Linked DNA regions of Ovis aries: region 1 is linked to region 2. A link is a contact called in public Hi-C data. All regions are on one chromosome and are shown on one strand. Each heading gives the region's core, a stretch centred on a gene start, on an enhancer-like site or on the middle of the called end of the contact. The rest is flanking DNA. Distances are from core to core; before and after follow the strand shown. Region 1 holds the start of CHSY3 (chondroitin sulfate synthase 3). Region 2 holds the start of HINT1 (histidine triad nucleotide binding protein 1).

Region 1 (6,619 bases), core at 1,920-4,419, 990 kb after region 2:
TGAGAGTGAGAATATCAAACTTGTCTTGAAATATAACACTTTGGAATTTTGGAGAGCACCCTTTTGGAAAAAAATTAACATTTGTTAAAATTTATACAATATAATTGGTTTATAAGTTTGTAAGCTCATCAAGAAAAACAATCTTAAAATAAGGTTCTGTAGCTAAAACAGTTCCAAAGCATTAGGTACTCTACACAGTGATACACTGGAATAAGTAGTTGCCATCTTTATTTTCCCAATCAGCATTTCTACTATGATTTTTGATGAGCACAGAATCTGCAGTCATTATCTTGATCCTATGCCACGCCCCCTTGGAGCTCAATGAGTTTTAGCTATTATTAGGTTCTTGATACAAAATGCATTTCATTCTTAATAGAAATGGAAAGAATATGGCATTTCAGTGTTCTGAAGGACAGTCTTTCATTAAAAGATATGATACGGATGGTGTTAATGTATTTTGGAAATTGCAGAGTGTGCAAACTTCTGCCAGGAAACCTTTGTGATTTTAATGAGGCACAAAAGACATGGGGACTGTAAGATAGTGGATCTATCAATTATAGATAAAGATATCTACATGCATCTTATCTACCTATGAGACAGTGGGTTCACCAGGAATGCAATTTCTTTAAAATTTTTGTATCAAATTATTCAGTTCTTTATTTTCATATCTAATTATCAATATTTCCTCTGCCAATCAGCCCTAAGGATTTCATTCCTCTCAACCCAAACCCAGGAAATTTCTAGTTATTAAGTCTACATTCAGTCCTTGTGCCAAAATGTGTCTGTTTGTTATTTGTTTGCTAAAAGAGTTATGTAAATGATGCTACCTGAATCAGGAGAAAGCAATGAGGCTGCAAGTAGAGTGGGGGAAACTGAGTAAGGGCCGCCCCCCTTTGACCAAGAAGCTAGGAAATGTGGAAAGAAACACGTCCTTCAGTACAAGCCTGCTACTTCCCTTGTGTACCTCTCTGCAAAGAACAGGGCTGGAAAGATTTCCTCCTGCTCTAAGGAACATTCTTTCGCTGAGTTTAGCAATCTCTGGCCAGAGCCACTCACACTCAGGGTGAAGGACGGCGCCTCTTTTAAAACTGACAAAGTTTTTTCGTGCTGGGGCTGCGCGTGGTTTGGGGAAGGACTTCCAGCCTCTGCTTAACGCCGCAACCACCGAAACAGACTGGAAGGGATCCACACTAGTGAGTGCTGGTACAGGCTGGAGCTCCTAGGGTCTGGATAATTCGCGTGCGCCGTCCCCTTTCCCTCCACCGCTAATTCCTGTCAATATAGTCATCCCCTCTGGGGTTTACTGAGCTGTTGCCAAGGGGTAGGGAAGGGCTTGCTACTCCACTGTGGAGGCTGGAAGGAGCTGCCCGCTGGAGTGGTTGGGGTGCCCAAGGACTCCCATTGCGCGGCGGGTGGTGCTAAAGGGAAGGAAACGCACAGGAAAGGGTTTGGGACGAGGACGGTTCCTCGCTCTCACCAGTCCCGAAACTAAGCTAGATTTAGTTAAAACAAAAGGGTAGGGGAATAGCGAAGATCACCGATTGCCCGTCTGGCTCTCGCGGAATGCTCCACCCTCCTTTTCTCCACGGAGGACACGCCCCTCTGGGCCAACGTGGGAAACTACCACCACCTGGCAGGGTAGAATGGGAATAGCCTCAGGTTTAACCCCGAGGCCCCTTTCCTCACCTTCCTACACGGTAAGGAGGAGCAGCAAGCGATGGGCGGAAACCAGAGCAGCAAGAGTGAGGAAGGCGGAAAAAAAAAAAAAAAGCCAGGCAGGTCTGAGGAGGGTCCAGACCCGCAGCAGAGGAGGAGGAGCAGAGTTGGAATGGTGGGCGGAGGCGAGAGGTGGGGGCGACCGGCTAGGGGCTGCAGGAGCCCGAAGCACGTGCAGGCAGAGAAGCAAGACAGGGGCTGGGCAGGGATCGGGGCTGGGCAGGGATTGGGGCTGGCTGCAGAGAAAGGAGGCGGGGAGGCGGGACAGCTGGCGCTGGGAGGTCACCTTTAATGTAGACATCGTCGTCCGCGCGCATGAACCACTCATACTTGTCCAGGTAGTGGTCGTGCATGTACTTGATCATCATGAAGGACTTTTTCTGGGGAGGGTAGGAGTCGTCCACCCCAGGCAGCGCGATGACAGGCAGGGGTGGCGGGGGCTGGCCAACTCCAGCGTTGGGGGGCTGCTGGCTGGAAAAGAACTCCACGCGGCCGGGAATGAAGCGCGCCCAAGTCCGCTGCGCTGCCAGCGCGCGGCTGCCCAGGTACTTCTGCGCGGTCATCACCCCCACGTACAGGAAATCGCGGGGTCGCGAGCTAGAGGCAGCGGCGCCCCCGTCCCCGCTGCCGTTGTGGCTACTCCCCGGCTGGCCTCTTCTCCGGTGCCCAGCCGCGCCCCCATCCTCCTCCTCTGGTTCCCCTTCAGCCACCGGGGCTCCGGGGAGCCCCGTCGCGCCTTCGGGCTCGCGTCCTCGCCGCCGCTGCTGCAGCGGAGGTGGTTGCTGCCAAGGGCTGCTCCGAAAACTGGTTACCCCGGGCGCTGCTTCAGGCAGCTGCGGCCCCCGGAGCTCCTGGCGCGCTGGGGGCGGCGACTGCCCTGGCCGCTGCCGAGCATGAGGCTCGGGGAGCGGCTGCTGTGCGCCGGGGCCAGCGGCCGAGCGGCCGTAGTAGGAGCAAAGGCTGGAACCGCGTCTCTTCCTCTCGCTCAGCTCCGCCACTCTGGGGGCGATGAGCCAGGACGCGGCGGTGAAGCCCAGCACCAGCCCCAGTGCCACGCTCATCCACGGGCGGCGGGAGCGCACGGCCATCGCGGCTGCCCGGGGCGCGGACGCTGGCTGAGTGGCCGCGGCGCTGGGCGCGGGTATCTCGGTTCACACCCACCCCTCCTCCGCCTCCACGCCCCCAGCCCGGGCCGCTGCCGGTTGCCCAGGCTCCGACTCCTGATCGAGGTCGGAGCGCTCCCGGCGCCTAGCCGGCAGCGCGTTGCAGCTGCCCGCCGAGCTCCCCGCTCCGCTCCGGGTCCGGGTTCCGAGCGAGGGTCGGGAGTGAAACTTCTCCCGACGGATTCGGCGGCGGCGGCAGCGAGAGGAGCTGCAGGAGGACGAGGAGGTGGAGCGGCGGCGGCGGCGGCGGCGGCGGCAACGCGTCCGCTCCTAGGCTGCCACCCTGTCACTGGCGCGGCTGGTCCCTCCCTCCTCTCTCCTTCCCGAACCCCCACCCTCGCTCCCCACCCCCCCGCCGCCAAGCTCCGGACTGGCCCGGAGGAGGAGCCACGAGCACCACCACTGCCAGCCGCGGGGAAGCGCGGGCCGCGGTATTTTCCCGTTACCCGCCCGTGGACGCCCCCCGCCCGCGCCTCGGTCCAGAGCCGGCCTCCTCTCCGGAAGGAAACGATCTCGGTCGGGCCGCCTCCAGCTTTCAGCGCCAACGCCCCCTCGTGCCTCCTCCCCGGGTCCTAGTTCGCCGTCCCATTTCCCGTCCCGTCCCGCCCCTCCGCCGGCCTCGCAACACACCCGCGTCCGGGGGCTCCGTCGCCCCCCTCCCACCACGTCGGCTCCACTGACCTCATCGGCTGAGCTCGGGTCCCAGATCCCCGGGCGAGCGCCCGCATCTCCCTCCCCACTCTTCTCCCCCGGCCCGCAGCCGGGTAAGTCCCGGCGTGACCCTTCCCCATTCTGCCCCGCCCAGGTCCGCCCCGGCTCCGGTCTTCGCGTTTTTCGGTCCTTTTCGCTTTAGTCTCGCGGCTGCCACTTCGTGTCTACTCTCTGCTTATCCCGCTCACTGTTCAGGAAACCATCTGTCCCACCCTAGCACCTCTCCACCCAGCCTTACCAACTCGCCAGTCCCTACCTGCATCCTTCACCACTTTCAAAGCTACTCCCCAGCCGTGCACAGAAGCACCATTGTCCCTCCTAAAAAAATCTTGGAGGGACTAGAAATACCTACCCTGAAAGGCTACAGGAGGTCACAGTGAGTTGGGGCTTAATCCCCAAAGACAATAAACATTCCATCTTCCCCACCTGTATAGTTGGGGCATGTGAGGCTCCTAGTGGTCCACTCCTCAGCTCTCCTTTGGTTTCATGGCTAGAACTTATTTGCATTCTTGGTAGAGACTAGCTTAGAAGGATTGGTAAATGATGGAGAAATGTGAACAAATAACAGAAGATTGAAACTAAGAAAAGTCTTATCACCCCACCCCAGAACTTAAAGTGAAAGTGAAGCCGCTCAGTCGTGTCCGACTCTTTGGGACCCCATGGACTGTAGCCTACCAGGTTCCCTCATCCATGGGATTCTCTAGGCAAGAATACTGGAGTGGGTTGCCATTTCGTTCTCCAGATCTTCCCAACCCAGGGACTGAACCCAGGTCTCCCGCATTGTAGTCAGACGCTTTACAGTCTGAACCACAGAAAATAGAATGTTTATTCGTGTCTATAAAGCATTTTCTTTACTAAGGCAACGGCAGAAAATGTTTTACCTCTCCAGTTAGGGAGGTGAAATCTCCAGCAACAAAATCTCAAAAAAGGTTAACTTGTATTGGCCAAAATGGCTTAAAAGTTATATTATGAAGAAATCACCTGAAGATAACTGACATTTGGAAGAAGGGAACATTTAAAAGCTTTCTCTCTAGAAATTGTGAATCTAACTACAGTCTGAGGTATATTTGGCATCCTAAGCACTTTCCTCTTCTCCAAATGTCAGTCTTCTGTTTAGTACATCAAATGCAAAGGGATGGTATTGAATGGCATTAGACATAGGGCTGGATCCAGCAAGGTGCTGGCAGCGTCCTTGGAACAGTAGGCCTGCCTGGAGCCTTTGGAGGGGTGGTTCTTTCCACACCAGTCACTGGCTGTGCAGGAGCACGTCTGACTAAATGTTTCATCTGCTGGACAATGAAGCTCCTTTTCCATGTCTAGGTCTTGCCCAGAAACACTTGGGAATACAGATTATCTAACTCTTTCTCGAAGTTTAATGCTAGAATACAAAACTAACAAACAAACAGGCCCCTTCTGATTTAAAACTACATCTTCCCAAGGACATTTTAAGCTTTCTAAAGCAGTGCTGTTCAATAGAACTCTCCTACAATGGAATTTTCTTTGTCTGTGCTATCCAATAAGGCAGCCAAATGCCAATGAGCAGTTCGCTAAATGGTTGGGCAAGGAATTTTCAATTTTATTTATTATTAATATTGATTTAAGTCGCTCCATGTGACTAGGGGGTTGCCATGTTGGATAGCACATTTCAAGAGGAAATTCATAATATTTAGTGTCCCCCTACCTGTGGTCTGTTGTAAAGAACAAAGAGTCCACCAACACACCAGGATATCCAACTGCTCATCCTTCCACTGGATGCGGTTCATGTAGTTGATCTGAAAATCATTAATTCTCATCAGGCACAGATAAATTACTTGTCAACTTTTACACTATTTTGGGATAAAGTGAACTTCATTTATTCATTTATTTAATATCTATGTGTACAAAACTAAACATTAGACAAGGTGGGAGGCTCTAGACACGGAAATATCACAAGATACTCACTGCCACCTATCTGAAGTTTACAGTACCATGAAGAAGACAGACATTAAATACCGCAATACAAAATGAATTACCATGATGACAATTGATATGAAGGGAAAGTGTAGAGTACTCAAAGGGTATTGACAAGATCATCTAATTCAGTCTGGGAGCCAGAGAATTCATTTTTAGACACTGAAATAAAATGAAAAGAATGGAAAATGATGTTCCATACTGGCTAAGTGACCTTGGGAAAATTATTTAAATTATCTGAGCTTCAGATTTCTCATCTGAATATAAGTACATTTCTGTGGGGATTTATTAAGATATTATATGTAAATACTTAGCACAGTGTCTAGTTCGTTTAGGCGCTCAGGAAATGTTTGTTCTCATTTTCTAACCCTTCATAATAAAATCTCTTTGATATCACCTTGCTTATTTTTGATGATATTCCACTTTTTATTTAACAAATATTTATTTAGTGTCTATAATAAGCTAGATACTATTCTAAAGAAACAGCAAACAAAACAGTCAAAGCCCTTGAATTCGTGGGGATTATATTCTACTTTGGCCACCTCATGCGAAGAGTTGACTCATTGGAAAAGACTCTGATTCTGGGAGGGGTTGGGGGCAGCAGGAGAAGGGGATGACAGAGGATGAGATGGCTGGATGGCATCACTGACTCGATGGACGTGAGTCTGAGTGAACTCCGGGAGTTGGTGATGGACAGGGAGGCCTGGCGTGCTGCGATTCATGGGGTGGCAGAGAGTCAGACACAACTGAGCAACTGAACTGAACTGAACTGAAGGAGCGATTACACACACACCCACCCCTCTATGTATAATATGCCAGGTGATAATTATTTTGAAAAAAATATAGTGGATGTGCGCTTGTGTCAGATGAGGCCTTTTTTTTTTTAATTTTTACTTTATTTTACAATACTGTATTGGTTTTGCCATACATTGACATGAATCTGCCACGGGTGTACATGAATTCCCAATCCTGAACCCCCCTCCCACCTCCCCCCCCATATCATCTCTCTGGATCATCTCCGTGCACCAGCCCCAAGCATCCTGTATCCTATATCGAACACAGACTGGAGATTTGTTTCT
Region 2 (6,418 bases), core at 1,884-4,383:
GAACGGTACTACAGTAGAGGCAAAAGGCTGCTGGAATAGGTTTTTAGATTGTTGTGGAGGGAGTGAAAATAAATTGGAAGTGCTTGGTAGACATCCTACTGAAGGTAGCGAGTGGGCAGAAATATGCATCATACACCAATCTGGAATTAAGAGGTTGGGAGATAAATACTAGACAGTCATTACTCTGTAGATGATAAAGCCTCTGATTTAGTGAAAGATGACCATAATATTTATTACACAAACCCGTACAAACTCTTCCATTTTTACCTTTGACAATTTCAGTCGTAAAGTTGCAGGAATGATAGAATGTGCAAACACCTTTCACTCAGTTTTCCCTAATGTTAACATTTTACAACAGTTGCTTTGTCCTCTTCTCTCTACTTATCTGTATCTTGACATTTTTGAGGATGTCTTTACTGTTTGATCCCTGGAGGAGGGAATGGCAACCCACTCCAGTATTCTTGCCCAGAGAACTCCATGGACAGAGGAGCCTCGGGGAATACAGCCCAAGGGTCGAAAAGAATTGGACACGACTAAGCAACTATCACTTTCACTTTACTGTTTGTACAGTGAATTGCACACACCATACCCCTCTACTCCTAAACACTTCAGTAGGTGTCTTTCTGAAAGAAAAAAAAAGACATTCTCTGGCATCAGTGGTTCTCAAAGTGTAGTTCCCAAGCTAGCAGCAACTGTATCACCTGGAAACTGTTAGAAACCTACTAATAAATTACAGGGCCCCACCCCACATCAACTGATTTTGATAATTTTGCTGTATGTCTGTGGGAAAATTCACAAGATTTTCAAAACTGTTTCCTAATTGGTACACATTATTTAGCTTTCACAAATTGTTCCAGGAATGTCTTTGATACCAAAAATACCAAATGAGACACTTTTGTGATTAAAGAGGGCTACCATCAATAATTTCACCAGGGCAAAGTGGTAAAGGTGTACTTTTTCATAATAGGGACACTTGGAGATTAGGTGTTAGCTAGAGAAGAGGGCCAGGAATGGAATCCACACTGAGAGGCCTGGAACAGAAGGCTCACTCTGAAGGAAAAAAAGCATCCAGAGAGGTAGGAGGGTAAAGGCTGTTGCTGAAAAGAAGGAATGGTCACAGAGGCAAATGTTGCCAAGAAGTCAAGTATAATGGCAATTGGAATTGCCTATAGGATGTTGTGTGACCTGGTTCCAAATTGGGAAAGGAGCACGTCAAGGCTGTATGTTGTCACCCTGCTTATTTAACTTATATCCAGAGTACATCACGCAAAATGCTAGGCTGGATGAAGCACAAACTGGAATCAAGATTGCCGGAAGAAATATCAATAACTTCAGATACACAGATGACACTACCCTTATAGCAGAAAGCAAAGAACTAAAGAGCCTCCTGATGAAAGTGAAAGAGGAGAGTGAAAAAGTTGGCTTAAAACTCAAAATTCAGAAAACGAAGATCTAGTCCCATCACTTCATGGCAAATAGATGGGGAAATAAGAGAAACAGTGACTGACTTTATTTTGGGGGGCTCCAAAATCACTGCAGCCGTGAAATTAAAAGACGCTTGCTCCTTGGAAGAAAAGTGATGACCAACCTAGACAGCATATTAAAAAGTAGAGAGATTACTGTGCCAACAAAGGTCCATATAGTCAAAGCTATGATTTTTCCAGTAGTCATGTATGGATGTGAGAGTTGGACTCTAAAGAAAGCTGAGTGCTGAAGAATTGATGCTTTTGAACTGTGGTAGTGGAGAAGACTCTTGAGAATCCCTTGGACTGTAAGGAGATCCAACCAGTCCATTCTAAAGGAATTCAGTCCTGAATATTCATTGGAAGGGCTGATAGTGAAGCTGAAACTCCAATACTTTGGCCACCTGATGCAAATAATTTACTCATTGGAATAGACCCTGATGCTGGGAAAGATTGAAGGCAGGAGGAGAAGGGGATGACAGGATGAGATGGTTGGATGGCATCACCATCTCTATGGACATGAATTTGAGGAAGCTCTGGGAGTTGGTGATGGACAGGGAGGCATGCTGCAGTTCATGGGGTCGCAAAGTCAGACAGGACCAAGCGACTGAACTGAATAGGATATTGTAAGTGGAGGTCCTTAGTGATCTTGATAAACGGCAAATAATTTCAAAAAAGAACTATAAAGTAGACAAAATATATAGAAAACTCTTCCTAAAAGGAGCAAAGATATGGAGGGGTATGTGGGGGTTAAGAAAGGTGTTGCTTCTTTATGGTGGGGCATCTTACATTATGTTGATTACTGCTGGGAATAATTCTTTGCAGAACAGTCCACGTAGGTTTGGCTTCCCTGGTGGCTGAATCTGTAAAGAATCTGCCTGCAACGCTGGAGACATGGGTTGCATCTCTGGGTGGGGAAGATTCCCCTGCAGAAGGTAATGACAACCTACTCCAGTATTCTTATCTGGAGAATCCCATGGAGCCTGGTGGGCTAAGTCCATGGGGTCACAAGAGTCGGACAAGACTTCGTGATTAAACCACCACCACCACCACCACCTAGGGAGGTTTACAAACTACTGATGCCTCCAGAGTTTGATTTAACTGATCTGGGGTGTGGCGAAGTTCAGAGATTTTTTTACATGCTACCCAGCTAACTGTAACGTGCAGTCAAGGTTGTGAACCACTGCTAGAAAAAGAAAATTAATGCAGGGGGCTTACTTGCTGGAGCTAAGACCTATGTAGCTGAGAAACCAAGTATCACGGTGTCTCTGCCAGCAAAAACGGCCAGCACTGCTTAAGTTTCAGATCTTTTCAGTTACAGTATCCAATTTTTCCTACAAGCGTCCATAAGACAAGCGAAGGGCTTACTGCAGTAACTACGCTCCTCGAGAGACAAGAAAGGAAGAAAGAAAAACGACCTTGGTGCCGATTGCTGGGTCCTGATATCGAGAACCTCTGTTTGGCTGGGTCTCGCTCCCGGGTTCCCCTAGAGCTCCGGCGCGCAAGGCAACACCCGAGCGCAAGTCGCCAGTGCGCATGCGCACGAGTTGCTGGGGCGTGCTAGCGGCGATCCCTGCGCAAGCTTGTCGGCGCGCTCCCGCCCTCGGCCCGCGCCCTCGGCTCCTCCCTCCTCCCGACCTTCTCCCCCGCCGGCTGCACGGGAGGGAGGCAGAGATGGCAGATGAGATCGCCAAGGCTCAGGTCGCCCGGCCTGGCGGCGACACGATCTTCGGGAAGATCATTCGCAAGGAAATCCCCGCCAAAATCATTTATGAGGATGACCAGGTAGGCTCCGGGCGCCGCCTCGCTCGTGGGCTGAGGCGGGGCAGGCGCCTGTGGACACGCGGGTTTCCCGCGGAGGGGAGGGATGGGAAGGGTCGGCGGGCGCCGGGGAGAAGGGAAGACACGGGGCCCTCTCCTGCGGCCTCGGCCTCGGGCCCCCAGCCAGCGGGCAGGGCCGCGGTCGCTCCGAGGTGGCCGGCCGGCGCGTGCCGGCGCTCCAGTTACGCGTTATCAGCCCGGGGCGCGGGCCAGGCCGCCGGGCGCTCGCGGGCCCGCAACGCGGGGTCTGGGCGCTTTGGGCTGGGGGTGGGGGGACCGCTCCGGGTCCTCGGCACGGGCGCCCGCCGGCTCCCGGGCTGCCTCGTACTTCGACTGTTTAAGGAATCTGACAATCTCGCCAGCGCTCTGCCTGACAGGGAGAAACCCGATCGCACCCTGACTCGGGCCCAATCTCCGCGATCTCCCGCTCACAGCAGGGGACGTTTCCGGGCGCCTCTCCCCGCCGCATTGCGCTAGAGGCCGGGGGCGCACGGCCTGGGGGCGGCGCAGACGCCCTGGGCCTCCGCGAGGGACGCTCACCGACGGCCACCCCTTGACCCCCACTCTCCTTCCCCTCCTCTTCCCGGGCCTCGAACTCCCAAGAGTGAACCTGCTTCTGGGATTTGCTTTCCTTTAGTCCCTCCCAGGAAGGAATACCGAAGTATTCCTTCAGTATTTTACAGGAAGTAGTTTTATGCCAAAAGATTGAGTGTCGTTTTTCTTGACCTCATTGTAGGTTGAAATTGTTTTAGAAAGGCCGAGTTCATTTGACTTTGAGACATGTTGTGTAAAATATTTGGTGGGAGGTTATATTTTGGATCTCAGATAAAGCTGGACAGGATGGCTGATTTACATAAAAGTTTTGTAAACTTTTTAATAAATTCACTATGAAATACAGACTATAAGGGAACATGCTACTAGTAGTGTTCTTAGATTCAAAACACCTAAGTTGTAATTCCTCGAGGTGAATTTATTTAAATACCCTTCTTATCTGTTAGGGAAATGCTTTTGTTTTAGAAAATGTGTATTTCTTTAAAAATACTTTTGCTGCTGCTGCTAGGTCGCTTCAGTCGTGTCCGACTCTGTGCGAACCCATAGACCGCAGCCCACCAGACTCCCCCATCCCTGGGATTCTCCAGGCAAGAACACTGGAGTGGGTTGCCATTTCCTTCTCCAATGCATGAAAGTGAAGTCGCTCAGTCGTGTCTGACTCTTAGCGACCCCATGGACTGCAGCCTACCAGGCTCCTCGGTCCATCGGATTTTCCAGGCAAGAGTACTGGAGTGGGCATTGCCTTCTCCAAAAATACTTCTGGTTGCTTTTAATAAGTGATCGTTGAGATACTGACTTTTGAACCATCTGAGTTCCAACAGTATAACAGCAAGAAGCAATCATGATACAGCATATTTGTACAGAGCACCAAGTATAATTACCTGGAGACAGTTAAGCAGGAAAAGGTTCTATTAAGAAGCTTCTGCCTTCACTAGAGAACAAGATTCAAAACTATTCAAGGGGTATGTAATTAGTCTAAATGTTATCTATCCTCTTCATTTCTACAAAATAGATATATTTCCTAAGTAGTTGAGTAAAGTGGGAAGAAATCAGTGTTAGATAATCAGCAAATTTCTCATTATAAAAGTGACCACTGCCATAAAGGAAAAAACCAGGAAATTGCACAACTAGGGCTCCCACCCTCTGGAAGGGGGGGCACTGGAATCAAAAGATTTGCTTTGAGTGGTGCTGGGAAAGTTGGACTGCTGCTGATGCTGCTAAGTCGCTTCAGTCCTGTTGGACTCTGTGGGAAAGTTGGACAGCTGCATGTAAATCAATGAAGGTGACCACACCTCCTCACACCATACTCAAAAATAAACTCAAAATATCTTAAAAGACTTAAACCTAAGACATGACGCCATAAAACTCCTAGAAGAGAACAAAGGCAAAACATTCTCTGACATAAATCATACCAATGTCTTCCTAGGTCAGTCTCCCAAGGCAATAGAAATAAAAATAATAAACAGATACAGTGGTTTAAGACTTTGCACTCACAATGTTGGGAGCCTGGGTTTGATCCCTAATCGGGGAATGGGCTTCCCTGATGGCTCAGATGGTAAAGAATCTGCTTGCATTGCCGGAGACCTGGGTTTGATCCCTGGGTTGGGAAGATCCTCTGGAGAAAGGCATGGAAACCCACTCCAGTATTCTTGCCTGGAGAATCCTCATGGACAGAAGGGCCTGGCGGGCTGTAGTCCATGGGGCCTGTGGGGTCACAAGGAGTCAGACACGACTAAGTGACTAAGCACACACACAACAGATCCCGCATGCTGCAACTAAAAGTTTGCATGCCACAGCTAAAGATCCTGCATGCAGCAGCAAAGACCCAGCACAGCCATATAAATAAATAATAAAAAAATAAATGGAACCTAATCAAATTTACAAGCTTTTGCATAGCAAAGGAACCATAACAAAGACAACCTATGACTGAGAGAAGATATTTGCAAACTATGCAACTGACAAGGGCTTAATTTCCAAAATAGATGAATCGCTCATACAACTCAACAACAGAAAATACCCCAGTCAAAAAATGGCAGAAGGCCTTAAGGGACATTTCTCCAAAGACATATAGATGGCCAGTAGGCACATGAAAATATGTTCAACATCATTAAGTATTTAAAAAATGCAAATCAAAACTGTAATGAATCAGAATGACTGTCATTAAAAACTCTGAAAAATGCTGGAGAAGGTATGGGGAAAAGGGAACTGTCTTAGGCTGTTAGTATGGCCATATGGAAAACAGTATGGAGGTTTCTCAGAAAACTAAAAATGGAATTACCATATGATCCAGCAATCCCACTGCTGGGCATATACCTAGACAAAACCATAATTCAAAAAGATAAATACACCTCTGTGTTCATAGCAAAACTATTCACAGTAGCCAAGACAGGGAAACAACCTAAATGTCCATCAACAGGTGAATGGATAAAGAAGATGTGGTGCATGTATATACAAGGAATACTATTCAGCCACGAAAGGAGGGAAATAATGCCATTTGCAGCAACATGGATGCAACTGGAGATCTTCACATTAAGTGAATTAAGTCAGAGAAAGACAAATACCATATGATGTCGCTTATATGT

What was found. A called contact is a pair of places that touch in the nucleus more often than the background predicts.
Region 1: a contact with region 2 is called in a Hi-C map of skin fibroblasts, with 2.9 times the contacts expected there. The contact joins the promoter of CHSY3 here to the promoter of HINT1 in region 2. A contact is called at or near these places in 2 of 16 Hi-C or Micro-C datasets (skin fibroblasts and tail adipose tissue).

The regions. Positions count from the first base shown.
Region 1 is chr5:22,034,108-22,040,726 of ARS-UI_Ramb_v3.0, forward strand. It overlaps CHSY3 (chondroitin sulfate synthase 3), which reads right to left and starts at 3,170. Exons shown (of 4, transcript XR_009600667.1): 1 at 2,003-3,170.
Region 2 is chr5:21,043,329-21,049,746 of ARS-UI_Ramb_v3.0, forward strand. It overlaps HINT1 (histidine triad nucleotide binding protein 1), which reads left to right and starts at 3,134. Exons shown (of 3, transcript XM_012178158.4): 1 at 3,134-3,248. The coding sequence starts at 3,138.